2 separate regions of the Gossypium hirsutum genome follow, and region 1 is linked to region 2. The links are chromatin contacts, called in public Hi-C maps. All regions are on one chromosome and are shown on one strand. Each heading gives the region's core, a stretch centred on a gene start, on an enhancer-like site or on the middle of the called end of the contact. The rest is flanking DNA. Distances are from core to core; before and after follow the strand shown.

Region 1 (6,776 bases), core at 4,178-6,677, 40 kb before region 2:
ATAAGTCTTTTGTGTTGATGGTTTATGGAATTATAAAATAGTTGATTTAGTATGCCTAGGTCTTTGAATATGATGTTAGTTGATGAACTTATAAAGCTTGTTAAGTAAAGTCTTGTTGATTACTTTAGGGTAATTGAAATGGATGGTGTTATGGTATACTTGTAATGGCTTGAAAGTGATAAATGTGGTATGATTTGGAAGGTGTTTGAATTAGGTATTTATGTTGTGGTTAAACATATAATGGAATTAGTCTTTATGCATGGAATTAGGTAATGTTAACACATTTTGGTAAATGGTGTTTGAATGTAATTATGGTGCATTTGAATAGAATATTGGTTAGGTGATTTAGGTTGTTTGAATTTGTAAGATTATGTGTTTTTGAATGATGTTTAAGTTCTCTAAAAGTGTGCACAAATGGTATAGTGAGTTATGCATGAAATGGTTGTGAAATGCCTTATTTATAGGTAAATGTTGGGTTCATACTGCTTAGAAAGGGTGTGTGACATAACTGTGTGAGGCACATGGTCTAGCAACATGGCCATGTGTCATCTAAGGATTTCTTAGGGTTCAAGTTAGTGAGTTATATGGCCTAACACACGGGCCCGACACACGGACGTGTAGGGCAGCTCAGAGAGTTACACGGCCTGGCACATGGGCGTGTGACACGACCGTGTGACCCTACTCAGTAAGTTACACGGGTGAGGACACGGACTGGGACACTGCTGTGCATCCCTTGTGCAAAAGTTACACGACTTAGGGCTACGTCACACGGCTATGTGATTCCTGTTTTACAAGTTTTGCATTTTTTTCCTAAACTTTCCAATTTGTTTCAAATTAGTCTCAAATTGCTTCTAAGCTATTTTTAGGGCCTCAAGGGCTCGATTTAGGGACAGTATGCATGTGTATGAATGATTTATGATGTGATTAAATTATTAAATGATATAATGTTTAAATGTTTTCGATTGTATAGTAATTACATAAAATTATAGTCTTATATGCTTACAGAGTATCTAAAGATCCAATTTCAAAATCTTATTCCCAGCCCAAAATGGGCTCTACAATCAGACCAAAATGGGCACTACAATTAGACCAAAATAGGTCTACACGACCCAACAAGCTAGCCCATATGGCCTATATGCCCTACCTGATTTGCCCGTCTAATCGCACATGCTCATATGCTCTACAGGGCTTGGCACACGGCCAACCACATGCTTATGTGGTGCACATGGCCTACCACACAACCGTGTGAAGAAAACTGCAGTTCAAAAATAGCTCAATTTTCCATTTTTTGAGTTTTAAATCGAAGTTTTCAGCTTAGAACACACATTTGATGCTACTAGAATAACAACATTAAAACAACAACCACACTTCCTAAAGAAAATATCCACACTAAAATCCGATCAAGACCAATTATCAAAACTGAAACTCTATTTCGATATTTAATACTTAACATGAACAACCCAAAACCAACACTAAACCACTTACCCTTGCAAAGCAAAAACCTAAAACGATGCCTAGATTGCTGGAGGACCACCAAATGTCTCACGATCTTCCCCTAACAGCGCAATAAACGATTAAATTAAATACTAGAAACCACTTGTATAAAATCACTCCCTACGTATAAAAGTTAAGAACTGAAGATTTCCACATCAACCACTGAAACAAAAATCATTCGCTTACTCAACACAAAATTTGAAAGACCCAAAAATAATTTGAGCAATGGAAACACACCGCACCAACACAAATTTGAACCAACAAAAGAAAGAAAGCAAGAAAACTATGAACAAGGTAACAATTTTGGTGAAAAAGAGAGTAGAGAGAATGGAAATTGAAACAAAGGAAAAAAAAAGAGAGGAAAAGATGGGGAAAGAATGGGACGACAAACTTGGGAAAGATAGAGAGAGATTTTTTGGGATAATTTGCAAAAATTAAATCCCACTAAATCCATCCCCTAACCATTGATTAGATTTTTATAGAATTCAAATTCGACCCAACCACTATCATATGGGCGGCACCAATTGGGGAATTAGTAAAAATATTTCCATTACACATACAAGAATTTGAACATGAGACATTAAGCAGACATTTAAGGCGCTCAACCACCAAATCAAACCAAATCACTTGACATAATTTTAATAATTCAAACTTAAGAAAGTTGGGGCGTTACAGGGAGGAGAGGGATGCAATTGAAAACTTTAAAATCTTTGGTTGAGTAATGTTGTTTGGAAATGGAGGAGAAAAGGGGGCGAAATTGATATTTTAAGAACCCTAATTGCAATAAGGGTTTCAACAATGAAGAAGAAGAGAGAACTTTGAGAGTTTTTCTTGAAATTTTTTCTAAATAAAAATTCTAGGTTTTGAAAAGATTATTTATTTATGAAGTTTCTTCCCTAGTTGAAATAGAATTAGGAATTATTTTATAATTATGATTGATTTAAATTAAGGACTAAATTTAAAAAAATGCAGGTTTTGATCTAGGCTGGTTTGAAAATTCGATACTTTATGGGGGTAAAATAAGAAAATTAAATATTTTGGTTGAAGGTGTACAAAGAGTTTTGAACTTGGGATCATTAGGGATACTATGTCTTAACCATTGAACTAGCAGGCTTATTCTCGACATAAGCTTTTAAGAAACTATTTTTAAGGGTTTTGGCCAAGCATTAAGGGAAATTAGAAAAAAAAAATTTCAACAAAGGGGTGCAATCAAGGGAGTTCAAACCTAGGACCTTAACTTGCCTAACACTTAACCATTAAGCCTAATGTTCAATTCTTGTTAATTATTTATCAACAATAATTGTTAAGGCATTCTAATTTCACTTACCCTATTCTTATTATGCTTTAAAACCTAAATTTTATCATTATTTCTTCTAGCCCTAATTTTGGGATATAACAGTTGTACCACATAGCAAAAATTGATATTCTACATTTAAAATAATTAGAAATATAGAAAATAATAAAAATATAGAAAAATGAAAAAATTTATAAAAGTATAGAAAAGTTATAAAGATTATTACAAATGACAAAAAAATATAAATTATAAAAATGACTAAAAATTCAAAAAGAAACAAACAATTATTAAAATAAAAAAATTTTAAAATTTTAAAAATATATATAAATTAAGAAAAAATAAAAAATTGTAGAAATGATGAAAAGTATTTAATAATATAGAAAATTATTAAAAGTATTATAAAAAAAACATAGGAAAGTGCAAAAGTTATAAAAAATGTAAAAAATTACAAAATTATTACAAATTATTATTCAAAAAAAATAGAAAATTATAAAATTATAAAAATTATCTACAATTTTATATATAGCCTCAATTGTCATTTGCCTTCTTAATATTATTTTCCCCGCTTTAGTTTGCATTTTAGAAAACTCTCTATTATTGAGAGCGTACAAAAGGATGTAAGCTTTAGGGAGGTTTGCAATGGACATATATAATAGATTGCTTCATGGATCAAATAACTATTTTAGAATTTTTAATTGGCGATTTAGTGTTAATGATGGTTAGTGTACAAATAGAAAATATTTTTTTATTATAAATTTTCATATATTTTAATCTGTTTTATAATTTGTATGCTTTTTATAATATTTTATAATATTTTGTAAATTTATTTGCTTTTTAATATTTTTAATATTTAATTTTTTTCATAATTTTTATAATTTTTTCTTCATAATTATATTATTTTTATTTTTATTTTTACTTTTTAAATGATTTTTATAAATTTTCATTTATATGATTTTTGTAATTTTCTATCTTTTTATAATTTTATAATTTTTAATTTTTTTTATAATATATATTTATTATTTTCTATATATTTTTATGGTTTTGAAATGATTATAAATATAAAGAATTAATTTTCACTTCGTGGCACAATCATTGTGTGCCATGTGACCAAAATAAGCCCAAAAATAGTTACCATTACTCTTTAACTTTATTAACTTTAATTTTAATGGTCAAAGGACTGAGTGCAAAAAAAAAATTATAGGGACTTAATTGATATTTTTAGGAAAGTGTAAAGTCTTTAAAGGCCATTTAGCCAATTTTTTATTATAAATTAAATACTTTAAAATTTCAATTAAGCACTTAAATTTTTTAACAATTTTATTAATATTTAAATTATTTTTAATAATTTTCTATATTTTTAAATATATTTCACTTTTTATAATTTATCTAGTTTTAAATTTTCTTATTTGAATAGTTTTTAAAATATTTTGTTTGCAAAATTTAATAATCTTTATAATTTATATAATTTCTTTTCATTTATAATGATCTTTACAATTTTCTATATCTCTTATATTTTTGTTTTTGCAATTTTCTATATATAGTTTTACAATATTGTAATTTTTAATAATTTTTGTATAATTTTTATGATTTTCTATAAATTTTTATTTTTTTTCTTTATAAATTTTATGATTTGTAAGGTTTTCGGTCAATTGTTAACTAAAGAATAATAATGATAACCTTCTTTAACGGTTAAAAAGATGAAGTGAATAGAATTTTAACTTTAAGTGATTAATTGAGTGCATGAAGACCTAATTAAATTTTTTTGGAAAAATCCAACAGTTTAAGGACCCTTTAGCAAAAAAAAGAAACTTGACAAAATTTAAAATTAGGGACTAATCTTGACAAAAAAAGGAGGTATAAGGATCAACTAGAAAATTACTATCAAATTCAAAGGTTAAATATTTTTTTATATATTAAGATCAATAAAATATTATATGATTCAAATACTCCTTTGAATTGTAATTAAAAATAAAATATATAAGAAAATTGAGATTGGGGTCTTTGTACTTAACAATTTTTCCCGATCCCAATTTTTATAGTCCAGCCATTTTAATGAAATATTATTTATTTTAAAAAATAAGGAGTAAAATAAAAATTCAAACATTAATATGAAAACATTTGTCACATACAGTGAATTAACCCTTCGTAAAACATACAATGTCTTCACCAGTGAATAGCTTAATGCTCGAACGAATATCCTGAAAATCGAGCGATTGCGTTTGTGGACCAAAATCGCGTTCACCTATCGCCAGTCAGTAGACCAAATCGAAAGATTACCTGTGAATAGACCAATTCTCGCACGAATATGCAAACTCTCGAGCGATTGCGCGTTTTACAAGGCCCGATCGTCCGATGCTTGAACCAATATTCCAAAATCGAGCGATTGCGTATGTGGACCAAAACTGCGTTCACCTATCGCCAGTCAGTAGACCAAAATCGAAAGATTGCCTGTGAATAGAGCGATTCTCGCACGAATGTGCAAACTCTCGAGCGATTGCGCATGCGCACCGATCGCCAGCCAATCGATCAATGTTGGTAGGAATATCCAAAAATCGAGCGATAGATAGGCGACTCTACCAACCTAATCAGTGAACAGCGTCTTGTCTTTAGTTTTTCTTATAGAGGCCAAGGAATATGCTGTCCAGCTAAACCCAAAACCTTGAATGACGTAGCCTAATGGCCGACCGCCTGCATTTTGGTGACTCATACTTGTTTCAACAAAAATAACTAGGTTTTTAAATCGATTTAACAAATTTCATTAATGATATGCATGGTTTCGAATTTTTTAAAGTCCGAATAAAAATTCATCTTTTGGAGGAAAATCCATCCAATGAAAAAAAAAACCATCCAGATTTTTGGTGTGTTTAACAATCCAATCGGCGACACAATTACTTTTCTTAACAATGTGACAAAATTCAACTTTCGAGCAAGAAGATAGTAAATGGTGAACATTTTGAACAATTCCCAAGGGATTTTGCATTTTTGTTTCAAGCCATTAGTAAGACCTAGATTGTCATAGAAATATTCAAGCCAAACTTTTTATGTAATGCTTTAAACAAAAAAAATAAAAAAAAAAGATTTACAAGTAATGAAATATGATCCCTCAATTTGTCGAAAATATTTTCAACGTTGTGTGTGGGGATTTAAGAACAAATTGACGTTAATGTACTTTTAAGTTAAAAAATTGAAATTAGAAAAACAAATCATGTATAAATATCAATAATGTATATAAAAGTGAAAACATTAAACGTGTTAACGAAAACGTAATATGTAACATCTCATCAGAAATGAAAAACATGAACTAAAAAAACACCCCGAGCAGGGAATATCAAATCAGAAATTAAGGGGAAAAATGTTTACTTATGAAGATGGGTCCTAAGGTCATTTTTCTGGCTTTGTTTAGACTTAGAACTGATCAATACGGTTGGGCTTAATATCATACAAGCAAGAGGTTAGAACTTATGATTTTAATAAGAACTTTTTGAGTTTGATAATGAGAAGATGGCTACTATTTGGGAGGAAGACTTAATAAAACCATTGCACGTGTTGATATCTGATCAATCCAGGGAAAACAAATTGAGGATGGTGGTGGCAGTCGCTGTAACCTGGGGCTGCCTGTTGTTACACACAACAACAAGCCCGAGGTTTTCTGTAAACCATGGAAAAATAAGAAGAAGATGATGATTACTCTTTTTCACATCATCGAAGAACAGCTCATATTCTTTGGTAGATCGATGTTGAGAAATTTAAAAGATAGGAAGAGATGCTAAAGGAGTTGTAACTTTTCCATAAGGGAATGAATGTAAACTTAGTGCTGCGGAAAGGCCTTGCAAGTATCCGAGGGTTTAAATAAAACTCTGCCACTTTAAATATGCAGCCAACCAACATCAATTTCATACCTGTCCTTGTCATTGCTACATCTCAATGTTGAACCGAATTGATCAATTATTCGAATATTATTATTTAAATCTGAATTAAATATTATTAG
Region 2 (6,855 bases), core at 2,009-4,508:
CCTTTGACAAATTCTCTAACTATCCTGGTGGTCTATGTCTCTTAAACCTCTCAAATTCGTTCATTCTTATGACTTATCACCCTAGTCACACCACTAACTCTACTTACATTCATTGGCATCCCTTCTGGGTTGTGGAGTTTCCAAATATTACACACATGATTTATGTCCTAGTGGACTTCTTGAGTTTGCTATCCCAGAAGATTACCCCGTGTTTACTATCCCGACAGGCTACATTGGTTGCCATAGCCAAGCTATAGTCTTACAGCCTAGACTCCTTAAAGGTGTCGTCCTAAAGGACCTTACAGTCGTCGTAGTTTTTCCCCATAGAGTTTACTGACCGTTGTCACGATATTGCTTTGTGGAACCTAAAATCTATCAATATCGTCTTATCTTATATCCATCTAGATGCTCGAACACCAAAGTGTCCCCTCCACAAGGCCTGAAGCTTCGAACATCACGGTTTTGCTCTCACCCAGATGGCAAAATCTTAACAGAATTCCATTTTCTTATTTCCTATTCCTCTACCCATTCCATCATTTCGTCATCCTAAACTTGATGCTCAAACATCGCAGTGTCCCCTTTACAAGGCCTAGAGCTTCGTAGATCACAATTTACATATATCAATATCCTATGAAATTTTCCATTCCCATTTTCTAACTTCATCTATCCCGCCGATGATTTCCCTCCATACCATGCATATAATAATCATCCATACATTATGATTTACCTATAGTTAAACAATCAACACATAATTGGCAAGATCACAGAAAACGTTTATCATACATGAGGTAGGGTGCAGAAACCGACCTTGTTTCCTTATCCTTAATAGTTCAGTTGGTCCGAATCATTCAAGCTTCATTTGTCCTGAAAGCTAAGCATGACAACCATTCATCAGTTAATCTAATGGTGGTCAGTTCTTAGAAATCTAGAACATTAAAATATACTGAAGCTTTGGGAGTCTTTCTCTACTCCCTTCTTCAATTCATAGGCTCAGAGATTAGGGAAGCTTACCAATTCCTCAATTTCTCCACCTCCAGACTTAAATCTATGCAACTACAGTGACATGCAGAGTTTCCTTCAATTGCATCCCCTTTTGAAGAAGATAATGCTATGGAAAGGAAAATATTAGTAAATAGAATTGAGTAAATTTTATCTCCACCTACACTTATATATGCTCCTTAGGCACGATCCTCACCGGCAGTGCCCTCCATCCATTCTTAATCATGTTGTCTCCCACTATGAAACTAGTCGGTTCCAATCTAACTAAAGAAGAATTAGAATCCAATTAATCACAATTCAACCCCTAAAAGTTTTGAATGTCCCAACGGGATTCAAAACATTTCTAATGTCTTAAATTTAATCCTACATTTCTCAATTTTTTTGGTCAATAATGGTAATCAGGTGTTACAGTAACACCCCCTAACTTGTCCCTGATACTGGAATCGAGTAATGAGATGCTACAACAAATTAACAGAACATTTACATGAAATTTTAAATCAAGAATTCATTTAATTTTCAATAAATCTCATACATCATTCAGTTCATGTTTTACATACAAAATCAAGCTTAAAACAAGCTTATGGAAGCTCTAAAATCATCTCAGAAGTGAGAAAGGACTAATTTGAAAACTTAGCAAAAGTAAGGAAAAGTACATAAACAGGGGTCACATGGTCATGTGGTCAGCCTAAACCCGTGTAGCATGGAGTTATACAGTTGTGTGATTGGGTCGTGTATCTGACTAAGACCATGCGACTATGAGTTACACGACCCTGTACTTAAACCATGTATCTCACTCATGCTATATGTAAAATAAGAGATTTAATTTTGAAACATACACGGTCATTTGCGCAAGTCTTTGTATGGGTTAAAACCGGCTCCTTAGTCTTGGTTTTTTAAGTTTGTTGCTACACTGAAAGGGTATGAATTTCTTCAATCATATTCTGATTATTCTCTCTTTACATACACCAAGGGATCTGTACACATTAAGGTGTTTTGAAATATTTTTTTGGTGATAGAGGTAACTCGTAGTTCTTTGGATATATTTCTTTGTCAAAGGAAATATGCACTTGATATTATTTTGGTGACGAGTCTTTTGGGAGCAAAGCCTACAGGATCACTAATAGAGAAAAATCATAGATTGGCGTATGGTATAGTGAAGATTTTGACTTATCTTGAGTCCTACAGATGGTAGATGGGTTGTTTGATTTATTTGGTAGTGACTAGAACTAATTGAACATACTCGGCTCATGTCTTATCTTAGTTTATGCATGAGCCGAGCTAGGATCATTGGGAGGTGACATTGCATATTGTTTAGTACTTGAAAGGCTCTCCTAGTTAATGGATTATATTGAGATTTGATAGTGGTTTTCCTTAAAGGGGTGGTGATTGGGTTGCTTGTTCGTTAACTCAGCGTTCGCTTACTGGTTGACTTTTCTTTCTGGGACAATCTCCTATTTCCTGGAAACTAAGAAACAACATATTGTTTCTCGTTCTTTCGATGAGGCTGAGTATAGGTCTATGACTTTCATCACTTGTGAGCTTAAGTGGTTAAAGGTCTTGCTATTGAGCTTAGGAGTTCATCATCCTAAAGTTATTCCTTTATTTTTGCAATAGTCAATTTGTGTTGCATATTGCACAAAATCTTGTATTTCACGACGTACTAAACATATTGAAATGGGTTGTCACTTTGTTAGGGATGCAATTCAGGATGGTTGATTGCACCTTCTTATGTTCCGACCTTTATTAAGTATTGGTTGACATTTTTACAAAGGCATTTGGTAAACCGCAATTTGAATACCTACTTAGCAAGTTGGGCACTTGTGATCTACATGCTCCAACTTGAGGGGGTGTTAAGATATTATTATGGGCTATTATCTTTTTGGAATATATTGTATATTATTATTTATCTTTTAGGCATATATTTAGGAATATATTATGTACATTTCCTATTTCTACGTAACTACTACTGTATAAATATTATATATACTAATGTCTATCAATAAGATTAAAATAAATTACCCTATTCTTATCAATATGTGAGTCCATAGATGTTTATTGGCTTCACTGATCGCTAGTGAATATATCAATGCTGCTACGAGTATTGCCAAGACTCGAGCGATTTGGTGTGGAGCAGGGCATCATTGCCTTCACCGATCGCCACTCAATATGCCAGTGTTCGTAGGAATATGACAAAATGGAGCATTTTTCCACATTCCCCGAGGCCTCAATAGACCAATGGAGCAAGGCGTACAATACCTTCACCGATCGCCACTCAATATGCCAGTGTTTCCAGGAATATGACAAAATGGAGCATTGTTTCCGCATTCCTATAGACCAATGGAGCAAGGCGTACAATACGTTCTCCGATCGCCACGGAAAATGACAAAACAGAAGCATTTTGACGTTTTGTTATAATCATAGGAGCCCAACTCAGCACCTCTATTTTTGTGTCTCATACTTGTTTCAACCAAAATAACCAAACAATGCTTTTAACCAATTTAACAAAATTACTTGGTTTTTCCGTTAGATCCAACAAAGCGATGAGCTTAGGAGAGAAAAGGGAGAGGATTTTAGAAGCTATTTTTGCCAAATTTTATAGTGAACGGAGGCCTGTCCCTATCGATAAATTTAATGTTTGAGGAGCATCGATCTAATCTTACCCACTCTGTATTGTCCTTGGACTCATGTGCGCTTTGTATTTATCTCCTACTATGAACCGTGTGCGGAAATATGAAAACAAAATTTAAGTTATTGGTTGTTTTTCCCCTTTCAAGTTCACTCTTTATTCATTAATCATATTTATGTATTTATTTTTTATTTTATTAAATAATAAATTTTATTTAATGTAATTTATATAAATTATTGAATATAATAAAAACATTAACTATTTTAAAATTATATTACTAAAAATCTTAAACTCTAATCGAATAAAATAATAAGTTTATTTTCCTATGGTGATTTTCTAGCTACTAATCGAATAAAAATAGTCAATATTAAATGTTAATATCAGTAGCTTAAAATTTTAATTATTTATTCAACCGAAAAGTTAAAATAAAGAATGTATAATTAGACAAATAAGCTTAGTGGAAGGTCATTTTTATATTATATTTATTAAAAGATAAACATTTGAACTTAAGTTTTTTTAATGCAATTAATTTATTTTGATTAATATCCTATTTATATACTTTTGGAATATATTAAATTTTACATTAAAACAATTGTGTTGAAGAGACACGACATTTTCAATAATCGTGTTAACATTTAGAGAAAAATAATAATACGTGAGAACAATTTATGCAAATAATCTATACTATATATAAGATAATAGTAAAATTACAGTTTTGATTTTTTTTTACCATACTCATATTTGATATTTGATATTTAATTTTTATATTTTATTTTTACATAATTTGGTCCTTTATTTTTATAACGGCTTTGATTAGGCTAAATAATTTACATACTTATATGTGATAGTTATCTTATTATTTTAGTATCATATGACAAGTGTTTAAGAATAAAAAAATTTATATGTAATTGAAAGCTTAAAAGTGAATTTTTTTTGTACTATTTATAAATATATTGGCAAAAAAAATTATGAATGTGGCAAAGTTACATGTCACCTTATTTTTTCTATACATTATAAAATAATAGCCAAGTTTAAAATTTTGGTCTTTAGCTTAAATTTAAAATTTAATCTTTACATTTCAATTTCTTGACAATATTCTGTACCTCAACTTTTACAATGTCATTGATTAGTTGAAATGTTTTATTTTGATTAAAATGATGATGTAATATTTTTTAAGAGTTGTTAATATCATTAAAATTATCTATCAAATTCATGTTCATTACAATGATGTTTTTTTGTTACATGGTTACTGTTGGGGATTGACCCGTATACACAATGAACAAGTAAAATAGAGAAGATCAAACACACAAATATTTACGTGGAAAAATCTTTTGAAGAGGAGAAAAATCACGGGCAAAGGAAACTTTGGCTTTTCATTAATGGAGTAAACAAACGAGTGTATAATATGGAAAAAATAAACTTAAATGTACTAAACGTTTTCAAAACCTTGAAAACAAAACCCAATTTTTATTACGGTTTAATTGATTCTGAGCAATTCATGAGTCAATCAATCTAACCCCTATTTCTAAGCCAGCACCCTGATTGATTCTTGGTCTAACTGGTTTAACCAACTAGTCCAATCCGATTTAAATAAATTTGGTAAAAACATGGTTTATGCGAATGGTTAAGTGCTTACTATAAGTAACTTTACACTGTAAATATAAAGAAAATTTTTATTATACCATTTTCTCTATTTTAAAACCTTGTTGTATTAGGGAGGAATAATAAAACCTTAAAAGGAAAGTGTCTTATGCTTGAAAGCCTATATTGCATACTCTACTATATATCCCTCTGCTTTATTATAAGCATTTTTTACATGAAAATTGAATTAACTTCAAGTGTTAAAGTTCATCAAGATATGATCAAAATAGATGGGTTCAATGGAACCAATTACACAAGGTGGAAAGATAAAGTGTTGTTTCTATTAACTGTATCAAAGATCTTTGTTGACACCATTTTTTGGATGAAAAACGGGATCGACTTGAGTTTTGAAAAAAGAAACGGGAGTCGCCACCAATCCTTTTTTAATGAGGTGTGATTGGATCACCTCGAAAAGTGGTTGTTTTTAATAATCGGTTTGATTTTATTAAAACAACAAGTTTGGTCCACGAAATTCAGAAAAAACGGGTTCGGGAGTCGGTTACGCACGAGGAAGGATTAGCACCCTCGATACGCCCAAAATTGGTACCTATGTCGAAAATTGAAAACTTTAAAGAGATTTAAAAAATACGATCCTTGAATTAAAACGTTGAAAATTTTCAGGGAAAGGGGGCATATTTCACGTTATTCGAGAAAGAGAATCATGTCCAGTAAGTTAGGACACAATGTCTCGAATTCCCGATACGCGAATGAAAAATGCTTATTTAAAAGATATTTAACTATCTTGGATTAAAAAAGGGATCACGACCAGTAAGTTAGGACACGATCCTTTTTTAATTCCCGATATCGTTTAAAACTTGAGTTTGAAAAGATTCGTGTAATAAAGTTTAAAAGAATATTCAATTGTTTAAATCAAATGAAGAAATCGCAACCCAATACGTTAGGGCACAATTTCTCAAAATATTAAACATTGAATATTGCATTTATTTCGAAAAATCCTCGTCTCGAGAAAACAATGTGTCACATCCAATGCGTTAGGACACAACGTATTGAATTCTCGATAATGAGCTTTTTATCATTTTTAAAAGAGTAATCTCGATTATTTAAATTCACGAAGAAAATCGAAACCCAATACGTTAGGGCTCGATTCTCTCGAAGATCCAAAATACCGAATATTACTTATATTTTTAAAATTTCTTTTTTGAAATCTAAAAAATGGGTGTAATGAAATGATGATGATAATGTAAATAAAATAATCACGAGCAAAAAAAAAGATAAATAAATAAGAAGTCACATGTATATAAATAAAATCAATCACATATGTACAATGACGAGCAATAAACAAATAAAAATTCTAAAGCATAATAAATAATAATAACGGACATACAAATAAATAAATAAATGAAGAAAATAAATAAAAGATAATGTATATGGATTTAAAAAAAGCATAAATATTTACATAAATAGGTATATAGATTATAAAATAAAATAAAAATAAAAATATAATATAAGTATATACGTTATAAAAAAAGTGTGTATGTACATAAATTTATAAAAATATGAAAAATATATGTATATATGTATTTCAAAATTATTAAATATAAAAGTTTACGTAAGTATGTATATATAAA

What was found. Hi-C and Micro-C count contacts between places; a contact is called where the count stands out from the background.
Region 1: a Hi-C map of petal shows a contact between it and region 2, with 1.6 times the contacts expected there. The contact joins two enhancer-like sites. A contact is called at or near these places in 5 of 34 Hi-C or Micro-C datasets (anther, hypocotyl, leaf and 2 more).

Annotation. Positions count from the first base shown.
Region 1 is chrD11:54,540,977-54,547,752 of Gossypium_hirsutum_v2.1, reverse strand. No RefSeq gene overlaps it. Among protein-coding and RNA genes, the nearest start is that of LOC107961882, 13 kb to the left of the region's middle. Within about 2 kb of position 5,427, at least 6 of the 9 cell types and tissues checked have an H3K27ac peak or open chromatin away from gene starts, as enhancers often do.
Region 2 is chrD11:54,499,129-54,505,983 of Gossypium_hirsutum_v2.1, reverse strand. No RefSeq gene overlaps it. Among protein-coding and RNA genes, the nearest start is that of LOC121223119, 4.2 kb to the right of the region's middle. Within about 2 kb of position 3,258, at least 1 of the 9 cell types and tissues checked has an H3K27ac peak or open chromatin away from gene starts, as enhancers often do.